Linked DNA regions of Sus scrofa: regions 1 and 2 are each linked to region 3. The links are chromatin contacts, called in public HiChIP or PLAC-seq maps. All regions are on one chromosome and are shown on one strand. The core of a region is the stretch at or near the end of the contact, and the rest is flanking DNA. Distances in the headings are between cores, read along the strand shown. Region 1 overlaps PTPN1 (protein tyrosine phosphatase, non-receptor type 1). Region 2 overlaps PTPN1 (protein tyrosine phosphatase, non-receptor type 1). Region 3 has its middle 43 kb from the start of PTPN1.

The links. HiChIP or PLAC-seq counts read pairs in DNA pulled down with a chosen protein or histone mark.
Region 1: a contact with region 3 is called in an H3K27ac HiChIP or PLAC-seq map of alveolar macrophages. The contact joins two enhancer-like sites. A contact is called at or near these places in 3 of 47 Hi-C or Micro-C datasets (embryonic fibroblasts and skeletal muscle) and 1 of 2 datasets of contacts at active chromatin or transcription factors (alveolar macrophages).
Region 2: an H3K27ac HiChIP or PLAC-seq map of alveolar macrophages shows a contact between it and region 3, with 9 times the contacts expected there. The contact joins two enhancer-like sites. A contact is called at or near these places in 11 of 47 Hi-C or Micro-C datasets (alveolar macrophages, embryonic fibroblasts, fetal skeletal muscle and 4 more) and 2 of 2 datasets of contacts at active chromatin or transcription factors (alveolar macrophages and skeletal muscle).

What each region holds. Positions count from the first base shown.
Region 1 is chr17:52,061,044-52,064,334 of Sscrofa11.1, reverse strand. PTPN1 (protein tyrosine phosphatase, non-receptor type 1) reads right to left here. Exons shown (of 10, transcript NM_001113435.1): 2 at 2,019-2,109. Among named protein-coding and RNA genes, the nearest start is that of PTPN1, 46 kb to the right of the region's middle. Within about 2 kb of position 1,319, at least 40 of the 83 cell types and tissues checked have an H3K27ac peak or open chromatin away from gene starts, as enhancers often do. A contact at or near this core is called in alveolar macrophages and skeletal muscle, where this site is marked.
Region 2 is chr17:52,080,629-52,083,991 of Sscrofa11.1, reverse strand. PTPN1 (protein tyrosine phosphatase, non-receptor type 1) reads right to left here. Exons shown (of 10, transcript NM_001113435.1): 7 at 2,877-3,038; 8 at 2,275-2,498; 9 at 543-714. Among named protein-coding and RNA genes, the nearest start is that of PTPN1, 65 kb to the right of the region's middle. Within about 2 kb of position 2,066, at least 2 of the 83 cell types and tissues checked have an H3K27ac peak or open chromatin away from gene starts, as enhancers often do. A contact at or near this core is called in alveolar macrophages, where this site is marked.
Region 3 is chr17:51,972,512-51,975,986 of Sscrofa11.1, reverse strand. No RefSeq gene overlaps it. Among named protein-coding and RNA genes, the nearest start is that of PTPN1, 43 kb to the left of the region's middle. Within about 2 kb of position 1,851, at least 14 of the 83 cell types and tissues checked have an H3K27ac peak or open chromatin away from gene starts, as enhancers often do. A contact at or near this core is called in alveolar macrophages and skeletal muscle, where this site is marked.

The DNA of each region.
Region 1 (3,291 bases), core at 70-2,569, 89 kb before region 3:
CAAATGGAAGCTAACAACAATCACTTTGTCCCTTGAAACATTTCCCCCATTTCCTCCACAACCTTAAAAGCAAATTACTTTTTCTACTGAAGATGGAGAAAGGGGAGAAAAAGAAAAATATAAAGAGTGAGACTGGACAGGGGTGAAAAAGCTTTTCAATTGTATCTCTGGAAGAATATTTTATTTTATTTTATTTTATTTTATTTATTTATTTATTTATTTATTTGCTATTTCTTTGGGCCGCTCCCGCGGCATATGGAGGTTCCCAGGCTAGGGGTTGAATCGGAGCTATAGCCACTGGCCTACGCCAGAGCCACAGCAATGAGGGATCCGAGCCACGTCTGCAACCTACACCACAGCTCATGGCAACGCCAGATCATTAACCCACTGAGCAAGGGCAGGGACTGAACCCGCAACCTCATGGTTCCTAGTCAGATTCGTTAACCACTGCGCCACGACGGGAACTCCCAAGAATATTTTAAATGCTGTTTTTTTTTCCTCTGTAAAACTGGTTCATAAAACCATTTAGATGAGCACTGATCAAAAACGTTGAAAAGGAATATTAAAGACAACATTAATGCCTAATTCAGAGCAAGTACAGCAAAAGCTGCAGACCAAGGGCCCCGCCGGCAGTGCGTCAAAGATTCCAACAGTGATTGTTCTTTCCAGTTCAGAGTAGCTGCCCCAGAGCTTCACAGCAGAATCACCTGAGAAGAGGTTACTAGCATTATTTTTAAATAAAACCTATGAGGTGCAATGACCTATAAATCAAGAGAACTGGGCACTGGGGCAAAATCATGCGTCACGTGACCTAGAACTGTACTTCAGATGGTCCTGGCGGGTACCTTCAGATAACAGCCGTCACAACCACAGCTAACACTCATGAGCAAGACACTGGGCTAACTGGCTGATGTTACTTTATTTCATCTTTACACAATCCTGAGATCTGTGTGACTCCTGTTTGACTGAAGATCAGAGGAAAGGTCAACCGGCCTGAGGCCTCTCAGCTCTGAGGGGGAGAGGGAGTCACCAAGCCAGGCAGGGACCTCCAGGCTAGCAGTCGGAGGCAGCCTGCTCTGTGCCCACGCAGGTCCAATTTACTCCCCTTCCAGGGGCCTGGGCACTGCACAATTCAGGGCAGGGGACACTGCCGACTCTCCTGCAGGCGGGCACCAAGAGCTGCCACCAGAGCCAGGCACAGTGAGCTTCAGCAGGCTTGAGGGAGGTGCCTGGCTGAGGACTGACCGGCTGTATCTCCCGTGTTCCTGGCAGAGAACACTGCCATGGAGCTGTCGGCACCACATCCCTTGCTGACTGATAACGGCCACATGGAGGTGAGTCAAAAAGTCCTCTGTGGCCTAGAGAAAGGGGCAAAGTTCATGTCCTTTACTCAGCTCCAGTTTTTCTTACTTGATACAAATTCTAACACATTTGGTTATTTACTTTTCCCATCACTGGACTGAAAACCAATTACACAGAAGGCAGAAAAGGCGGCCAGCAGGCACACTGAGAGCTAATAGCAGGAAAGAGCCAGAAAAATGACGATGGCGGCAGGCAGTGGGTGTCGGGTCAACAAGCAGAGCTGCGTCTTTAGTTGAGGAGGTGAAATGCTCCCCCCCCTTAATGCCTGTAGGGCACCATTATAGTTCATTACAATGCTCAGGGTCTAATAATACTGTTGCTGAGTCATCCAGAAGGGGTTCTATTATGCCTGTGACACTCTGCTTCAGCTGGTAGGAAAATGATTCATCACTGAAACAGTCAAAGCTAAAAAAAAGTGCTTTGAACTTAGCTGAATTTTCCAGAAACTGAAACCTTACCCCTTCTACAAGGGTGGAAAAATGAACCATTACTATAAGTCTCTAATGCCTTTATTATAGGAAACAATCAAGTCATAAACCTTTACTGCTGCCGACTTATTACCAAACCCTGGGCTAAAGGAACCTTGACTGAGAGGCCCTGCAGCTGAGGAAGGGCTGCCGCAGTGGAAGCAGGGGAACAGCGACGTGGATACTTACAGGGACTGACATCTCTGTACCTGTTTCGGTTCTTGTTCTTGGGAAGCTTGGCCACTCTACAGGGGAAGTCACTGGCTTCGTGTCGGATATCCTACAAAAAAAAGGATAAAGAGTTCTCTCTTGAAATCTCTGGCATCAGGAATTCATCTAGATGGTTAACTGAGCATGGGCCATGTGCCAGGCACTGAGGAAGACCTAGCCCAGAACCAGACATCAAAGGGAGCCAGGCAGGGTGGGAAATGCAAGGTGCTAATTCAGAGGCACAAGGTCATGGGAGGAAAACTGAAGAGGAACGACTGCACGCCTGGGGTGGAAGGAAGGGGCATGGGGCTGAGAGCTGGAAAGATGAGGAAAAGGGCTTGGGGGCAGGCGGGGGGGAGTTCACATCTTTTGTAGGAACAGCGAGTGAGCAAGTGGGAGGAATGACAGCTGGCCAGAGTGCACAGGTTGGGATAGGCCGGGTCTTGGAGAGCCTTCAAGGTCAGGCCTAGGAGTTCCGCCTGTAACCTTTTGTAAAGCCACTGTTATCAAGAGCAGAGAGAACGCCCTTTTAAGCCAACAAACCATCCAAATGCTTTCCTAGGAGACGTAAACAAATCCCACTGTACCAAAGTGTCAGGAAGACCAAGTGCCTGGACTCATAGGAGACCTGCCTTGTGCCCCTGCTAGACGGCTCACATATCTAATTCTGCTCTCCAAAATCAATACCATAGTTACATTTCAAAATCTTTAAGTTTATATTTTACTATTACTAAAAGACAAGTCTGCACAACAATGTGAATGACTTCATGCCACTAAAGTTGTATACCTAAAAATGGTTACAACGGTAAACTTTACGTTATGTGTATTTTACTACAACTTAAAGTGCACTTCTCTGGAGGGAGAGCAGATCCACTGCTTGCACGGACGCAGCTGTCTGAGGGCAGCTGGATCTCTGCTGCCCCCCCCCCCCCTTCTGTGCTGCTGGGTACTGCTGCCTCACACCTCTGCAGAAATCTGGAGGCTGATCTTCTAGAAAATATAAATCAGGGGGTAGAGTGGTCTCTAGATGATGTGAGCAGACAAGAGGAAAGACCAAAAGATGCTATCGTAAGGGTATGTAACTAACAGTCCCCCTGGCACCTTAAAGGCCCCATGGTCAGGTCTGTGCTGACAAGCCCCTTACACCTGTTCAGAGCTTGCTGTGGGCCCTGTAAGCCCCTACTCTTCATCCTGCACAGACCACTGATTATAAGATGTCAGAGGAAAGAAAGTCTCTAACACAAAAGAGATT
Region 2 (3,363 bases), core at 817-3,316, 110 kb before region 3:
ACATTCGTCAAAGTGTGGGAGTCTTTCCCTGGGAAATCAAATAAAAATTGTGTATCTGGTTACACCACCTAAGGTTACAAGAGTTTCATAAGTGCCTAGTCATTTTTCTTTTCCCCTAGAAATAACAAAAAGCTGCTTTTTATAAAGGTTAAAAACAACAATGTGTTGTAATTCTATTATTTTTTTTCAAAAATAAATGAACCAAAAAAAAAAAAAAAAAAAAAAAAAAAAAAAGAAAAGAAAAGAAAGAAAGAAAAAAGAGAGCGAGACATATTTGGCATTTTCTCTACTTACTCCTGAATAGGTTAAGGCCCTGAGATTAGACTCTTATATTCTTGGGACCACAGGGCTCCTTAAAACCCCAGTGCATCAATCCTTAATTCTCTCCTGTTAGCCCTTCACAGTTCCAGACTTTGAAAACCTTTGATCTGCTTCTTCTGAGACTGGCTCAGAGCCTCCTGCTCTGAGTGCTAACGCCGGGCTGGTGGCCAGGGCTTTCTGTACACGCGGTCTGGCCAGCACGTCCGTCAGTGAAAACATACCCGGTAGCAGAGGTACGCGCCAGCGGTGAGGACTGTGGCCATGCACATGTTGACCAGGAAGGGCTTCCAGGGAGTCAACGCCTGGTCCTGCTCCTCCTTGGGTGGTGATGGCTCTCCCTGGGCAGAACCTGCCCCCACGACCCGCCTTCTGACTTCAGTGTCTTGACTCGCGCTGAGGAATGAGGGGGGCAAAGGTGGGTTACTCACTCTGGGGAAAACAATGGCAGGGACACTATTATTATGGAAGGTATTCTAGGAAAAGATGAGCCACATGCAAACGGAGCTTGGCAATGTTGACACTGACCGGAGGCCCGCTGTTACTACCTCCACCGCAGGGCCCTACAGCCAGGGTAGGGTTCTGGAGGCCCCAGGACTCCAGCCTAGAGATGGAGGGTGGCTAAGGGCCTAAGGAAAAATACAGCCACTGGTGCAAACAGGTGCCAACTTTGCCCTGGGGCTGCTGAAAGAATGTACCCTTCAGATCAGGGAAGGCAATGGCATGGCCCCCAGCCTTCCACTCCCTCCCCGGGACCCCAGCAGACTGACACGCAGAGAGGCCTTTGATGCTACGGACACGCGGACATCATGCACCTCCTGTGCCGGCCCTGTGATGAGGAGCAGCTGCATGAAAGACTGGGACTTGGAAACCAGCATTTGGCAAAGTATCCAGGTGAGATTTCTGATGATCAATTTAGCCACAGAACCAATGGGGCACACATCGCGGGTAACCTCTTTTATCATGCACACCTGTTGTGACGTCTGGCCACAACGCTACATCTTGACTCCACACGGTAACAGCTGTAAAACAGCCAACACAGGGGGAAGGCAAATTTATCTGCTCCCTGGATATATAACCTGCTCTTCTCTAGTCTTTCACAATTACAAATGATGACACCACTATAAGGCCTCTAGCTATACATCTCTGCACACCTGCCTGAGAACTGCTGCAGGCTGAATTTCTAGATGTAGATAAATGCGGGGTCGAGACCGTGCACCAATCGTAAACCACCCTCCAAAAAAGCAGACAAGGGCACTGCCTCCAGTCTCAGGCCTGGGCTAACTCTGCTTCATTCATCCTTCAAGCTTCTGCATGACGCCACCTCCTGCAGGCAGCCTTCCTTGACCACCCACAGAAGGCTGAGTGTCCCTTCTCAAAGGCTGACCACTTCAGCGCACACCTCCATTACAACACTGTCCACAGGCCCCACCACAATCTACTGCTCCCTTCCTGACAAAACCATCTAGAACACAGACCAGGGGCCATGGTCTAGTTATCTCAGTGTTCGACACGCATCAGTAGGTGCTCGGTAATCTTTGTCGAACTGCAAGGAAGCAAAATGGTGATCAGGTTAATCAAGGCTAAACGAAAAGGTTAAGTTCCCCAAAAACCAGTGGGGGCTGAAAGGACATGCTCAAGCCTGGATATCAGTTTCAGGACTGGCCTGAAGCCTGGGGGAGGCTTCTGTCAGCACTGGTGCTGAAGGTCTGACTCAGCTACACCAGACATGATTTCAACAAGCACCAGCAGGTGGTGCTAGGCCCACACTAAAGTCAGTCAGTCACCAGGCCCAACCCTGGGAAGCAGTGATGGTCCAGGACCCCATCCCCCAAGGACAAAGAAGTGGTGCTTGCTAAAAGAAGCCTATATCCACAGGTTTCAATATCAACATGTATTTCTGGAACAAAAGGCCACTTCCCCAGCCCCCAGGATGCCAGGACCCTCTCACATTACCTTTCTAGGCTGCAGGAGACGTTTAAGGGGGTTCTGGTTTCTTCCTTGATAGGGCCATCTTCTTTATCCTCCTCAGTCTCATCCTTTACCCACTGGTGGTTTGGGAAGAACTCCTTGCATTTCCCATTGTGCGGCTCCAGGATTCGTTTGGGAGGCCGAGGAGGCGGGGGGACGTGCTCTGGTGGGGGCTCCAGGTCCTCGTGGGAGAGTTCCTTCCATTGCTCCTTGAAAAAGCAGCAAGGAGAAGTCTCATGAGATTTCACATTTGGCTGATTTATCAAGGAATGCTCCCCTTTAAGTGGGCAGAGGTGAGGGCTCGTGAGGGACCCTCCCAGCTTCTTGGGTCTCCAGCCACGTCCTTGGAAGATGAGGTGTTCTGCAAATAAAGTCTATTCTGCCTACTAATGCTCTCTATGTGAGCTCTTCAAAGGCAGAAACTGGAACGTGGTGAAAACTTCCACAACTCCAGCTATTTAAATATGAAGGGTAACTATTTCCTCTGACACAGGATACTTTTGAACTTTTTACAACGAATAGCCTCCTTATTTAGAGGCAAAAATTTAAAACCAACACACCTGGGTTAAAGCAAAAGCAATGCTGACCTGTACTGAAGAGTCTCCCATGATGAATTTGGCACCCTCGATCACAGCCAGGTAGGAGAAACGGAGCTGGTCTGCTGTCTGGATCAGTCCCATCCGAAACTTCCTCATTTCTAATAGAACTTTCTTGATATCAACAGAAGAAGGGTCTTTCCTTTTGTCCATCTGAAAGCCAGAGAGGAGACACAGGCCAGTGAGGTCCAAGTCTCAAGCACCATGTGACTTTCAAAAGGGAAGAGTATACCAATTCCTCCTTAGGAAAGGAGTATACCAATTCCTCCTTAGGAAAAATCAGTGAGGTTGGCAGAAGTCTAGAAAATAGAGCAGTAAATCTGGGACCATGTAAGGGGAAAAAAATCAGAGGGAAGGGGATTCTTTGGATCTTCCCAGCTTCCACAATAAAATTAAGAGCATCCTTTCAAACGAAGCTATTTGGGGAAAGGCTCCTTTCACAGGAGGGAAGCTGTTAAAAAGTGAAGGTCAAAGCTAG
Region 3 (3,475 bases), core at 602-3,101:
AGAATAAAAGTCACTCCAAATTCATACCACCCAGAGATAAGTGGTGCTGACACTATGGAGCACACCCTTGTGGGCACTTCTCTCCCTCTCTCATCTGTCAGGGCATTAAACGCTTTTTGAAAAATTATTAAGGAAACATAGTCATGTGAGAAATAATTGAAAAGGCGCCGCAAGATTTACAGTGGATATTCTCTCTCTAATCCTTAACCCCTGCCCCCCTGCTCCAAATCTCCAAGCTTCTCTCTCCAGAAGCCGTCCTGGTGGTCATTTCTCGGGGATCGTTACAGAGCGATCCACAGTGTAGATAAGCAAAGGCGTTCATGGATTCCTGTAGCTGTTTCTCTAAATAGACGCATACGACACACCCTGTTCTGCATTGGTTTTGTTTGGTTTTGTTTTGTTTTTTACTTAACAATGTACCTTGGAGATCTTTCCAGATCGGCACTAGGAGAGCATTCTTCACACATTCCATTGTCTGAATATAATAATTTATCTAACCAGCCCCTGGTGATAGTCATGTAGGTGATTCCAGTCTTTTGCTGCAGCAAACAATGCTGCAATTAGTATTCCCTTCACAGGAGTCTTTCCGTGTATGTGGATCTATTTCTGTGGGGATACATTCCTAGCAGCTGAACTGCCTGGTCACAGGGCAGGTGCGTTTTTAAATTTTAACACTTATTGTCCAAATGCTTTCTAAGGTCATACCTACCAATTGGCATTCAGACCATCAGCTTACGTGAGGGCTGGTTTCCCCACACTCTAGCCGACGCCTACTATGATTTGACTTCTCAATCTTTGCCCTGCTCACTGGGGAAAAAGGTGTTCACGGTGGTTGTATTCTGCAGTCCTTCCTTTTATATTAGGTTGGGGATTTAAAAATATATCTAAAGGCCATTTGTATTATTATTTCTTTTCTGGTAGCAAAGCATTCAGTCCTTTGCCTATCTTTCCATTGGATAATTGTTTCTTTTTTTCCATCTGCAAGAGCTCTTTATATAAGAAGAAATTTAGGTCTTTCTTTCTCATATATGCTACAAGTGTACCTATTTGAACATCCAGGTAAGCCAAACAAAAATGGGATCCTTCTGGGCACAAGGTTTTTGAAGCCTGAGGTTACTTGATGATATATGTGGATCCCATTCCATGTAAGTAAATATGTCTTTATAAAACAAAAATCACTCTGATGGAGTGCCCAGTGTGCCTCAGTGTAACAAACCTGACTAGTGTCCATGAGGACACTGGTTCGATCCCTCCTTGATCAGTGGGGTTAAGGATCTGGCATTGCTGTGAGCTGTAGTGTAGGCTGCAGACGTGGCTTGGATCCTGCGTTGCTGTGGCTGTGGCATAGGCTGGCAGCTACAGCTCCAATTCAACCCCTAGCCTGGGAACTTCCACATGCCACAGGTGCAGCCCTAAAAAGACAAAAAACAAAACCAAAACAAAACCAAAAAATCACTCTGAGTAGTTTGGAAGTTCATCAAATGTAAATGGTTATGGATTTGGATGTACACCAGTGTCAGAGAAGACGATTGTGAAGAGTCCCATGTGCGCTGTCTGTTTTTGTCTGTTACCTAATCTAGTCCTTCAACAACACTGAAGTGACATCATCCCCATTTTATAGGGGAGGAAACTGAGGTCCAGAAAGGTCATAGAATTTGGCTCAAGTCTTCCTGCTGCTCTGTTCAAGAGCTGGGATCCAAACGCCCAAGCCTTTGCTGCCATCTTTCATTACTTTAAATCTCTACCCTGACAACTAGTCTGGAGACTATGGCCCTGGGGTAAGTCCCCAATCTCTCCACCACTACCCAAGGCTGGGGAATTTCACGCAGTTTAGGGATGAGGCCACCAGGAGGCGCTGGGGACACATCCCTTGTTTAACTGGCTGCAGCCTGGAATGGGACGTTGTGACAGTCCAAGGTCTCTAGACATTGCCAAATCTAGACATTGCCAAATGGCCTTGGGTTTAGAACCCCTACTGTGGACCTACAGGGCCCAGGCAGTGACCGAAGTTAGTCCTGCTTAAGGTAAGAATGGCTCACACACACAGAGCCTCACATATAGGAACTTGTATTAACAAGTATTAATACCCTGGGGGTGGGGACCGACACCATCCCTGCCACAGAGATGAGAAAACTGAGGCCCAGAGAAGTTCAGTGACTTGCCCAAGGCCACACAGCCAGTAGGTGGCAGAGCTGGGGCTTGAACCCAAGTTGTCAGGCTCCAGCACCTGTGCCCTTAACCAATGTAATCTACTGTCCCTCAGAAAAGTATGCATTGCTTGGGTTTCAAATCCACAGAAATATTCTCTTGTTCCACAAAGAAATACCTTTTCTCCCAGTTTTCTTTTTATATATTTTCATTTTCCCACTTTTGATGGAAAGTCATGTACAAGAGATTTTTCGTTTTCATTATATTTGTACTGTGAGAAAAACGCCAGCCCCAGTGCCATGATAAACGGCAGCTGAGACTCAACCTCAACATGAGGGATGCACTGGGGAGTGGTGGGGACCGTGGTGTCCCAGACGGCTCAGCCTGGTTAGTCCTGGCACTTTGTTTCCTGTGGGCTGGCCCAATTTTGCAAGAGAAGGCAGAAATCTAGATTACTTATGTGAAATTTCCTAATTTTTACACAATGGCAATTAATTAAAAAGTTAAAAACCCTTGATGTCCAAATAAAACAAGTCTGAAGCCTGATTTGGCCTGAGAACTGCCAGTTTAAGACCTTCCTGAAGGGTGCATTCAAGGTCCAGGAACAAACACTTGAACTCCTAATGCCTCTGCTTTCCATGACCATTTATTTAGTTAATTCTTTTACATGTATAGTCATGCATTCATTCCATGTATGCATTCTACTCACTCACTCACTCATCCATCAATATCATCCATCCACCCACCCATCTATCCATCCATCCATCCTTTCATTCATGCATTTCACTTATCTATCCACTCATCCATTCATCCATCTACCTGTCCATCCTCCATTCATCTATCCATCCATCCATCCTTTCATTCATACATTTCACCCTCCTACATATCTATTCATTCATCCATCTATCTGTCCATCCATCCATCCATCTCTCCATCCATCCATCTCTCCATCCATCCATCCATCCATCCATCCATCAATTTATCCTTTCATCCATGCATTTCACCCACTTACCTTTCCATACGTTCATATATCTATCTGTCCATACATCTATCTGTCCATCCATCCATCCATCCTTTCATTCATGCATTTCACTTATCTATCCACCTATCCATTCATCCACTGACCTGTCCATCCAGCCAGCCAGCCAGCCATGCATTCATCCATCCATCTCTCCATCTATCCATCCATTTACCCTTTCATCCATTCATTTCACCCACTTAACTTTCAGTGAATCTGTCCATCCATCCATCCATCCATCCATCCATCCATCCATCCATCCCCAATTTGTTAATTAATTTAGTCATTCATTATTATTAGGTCCTCATG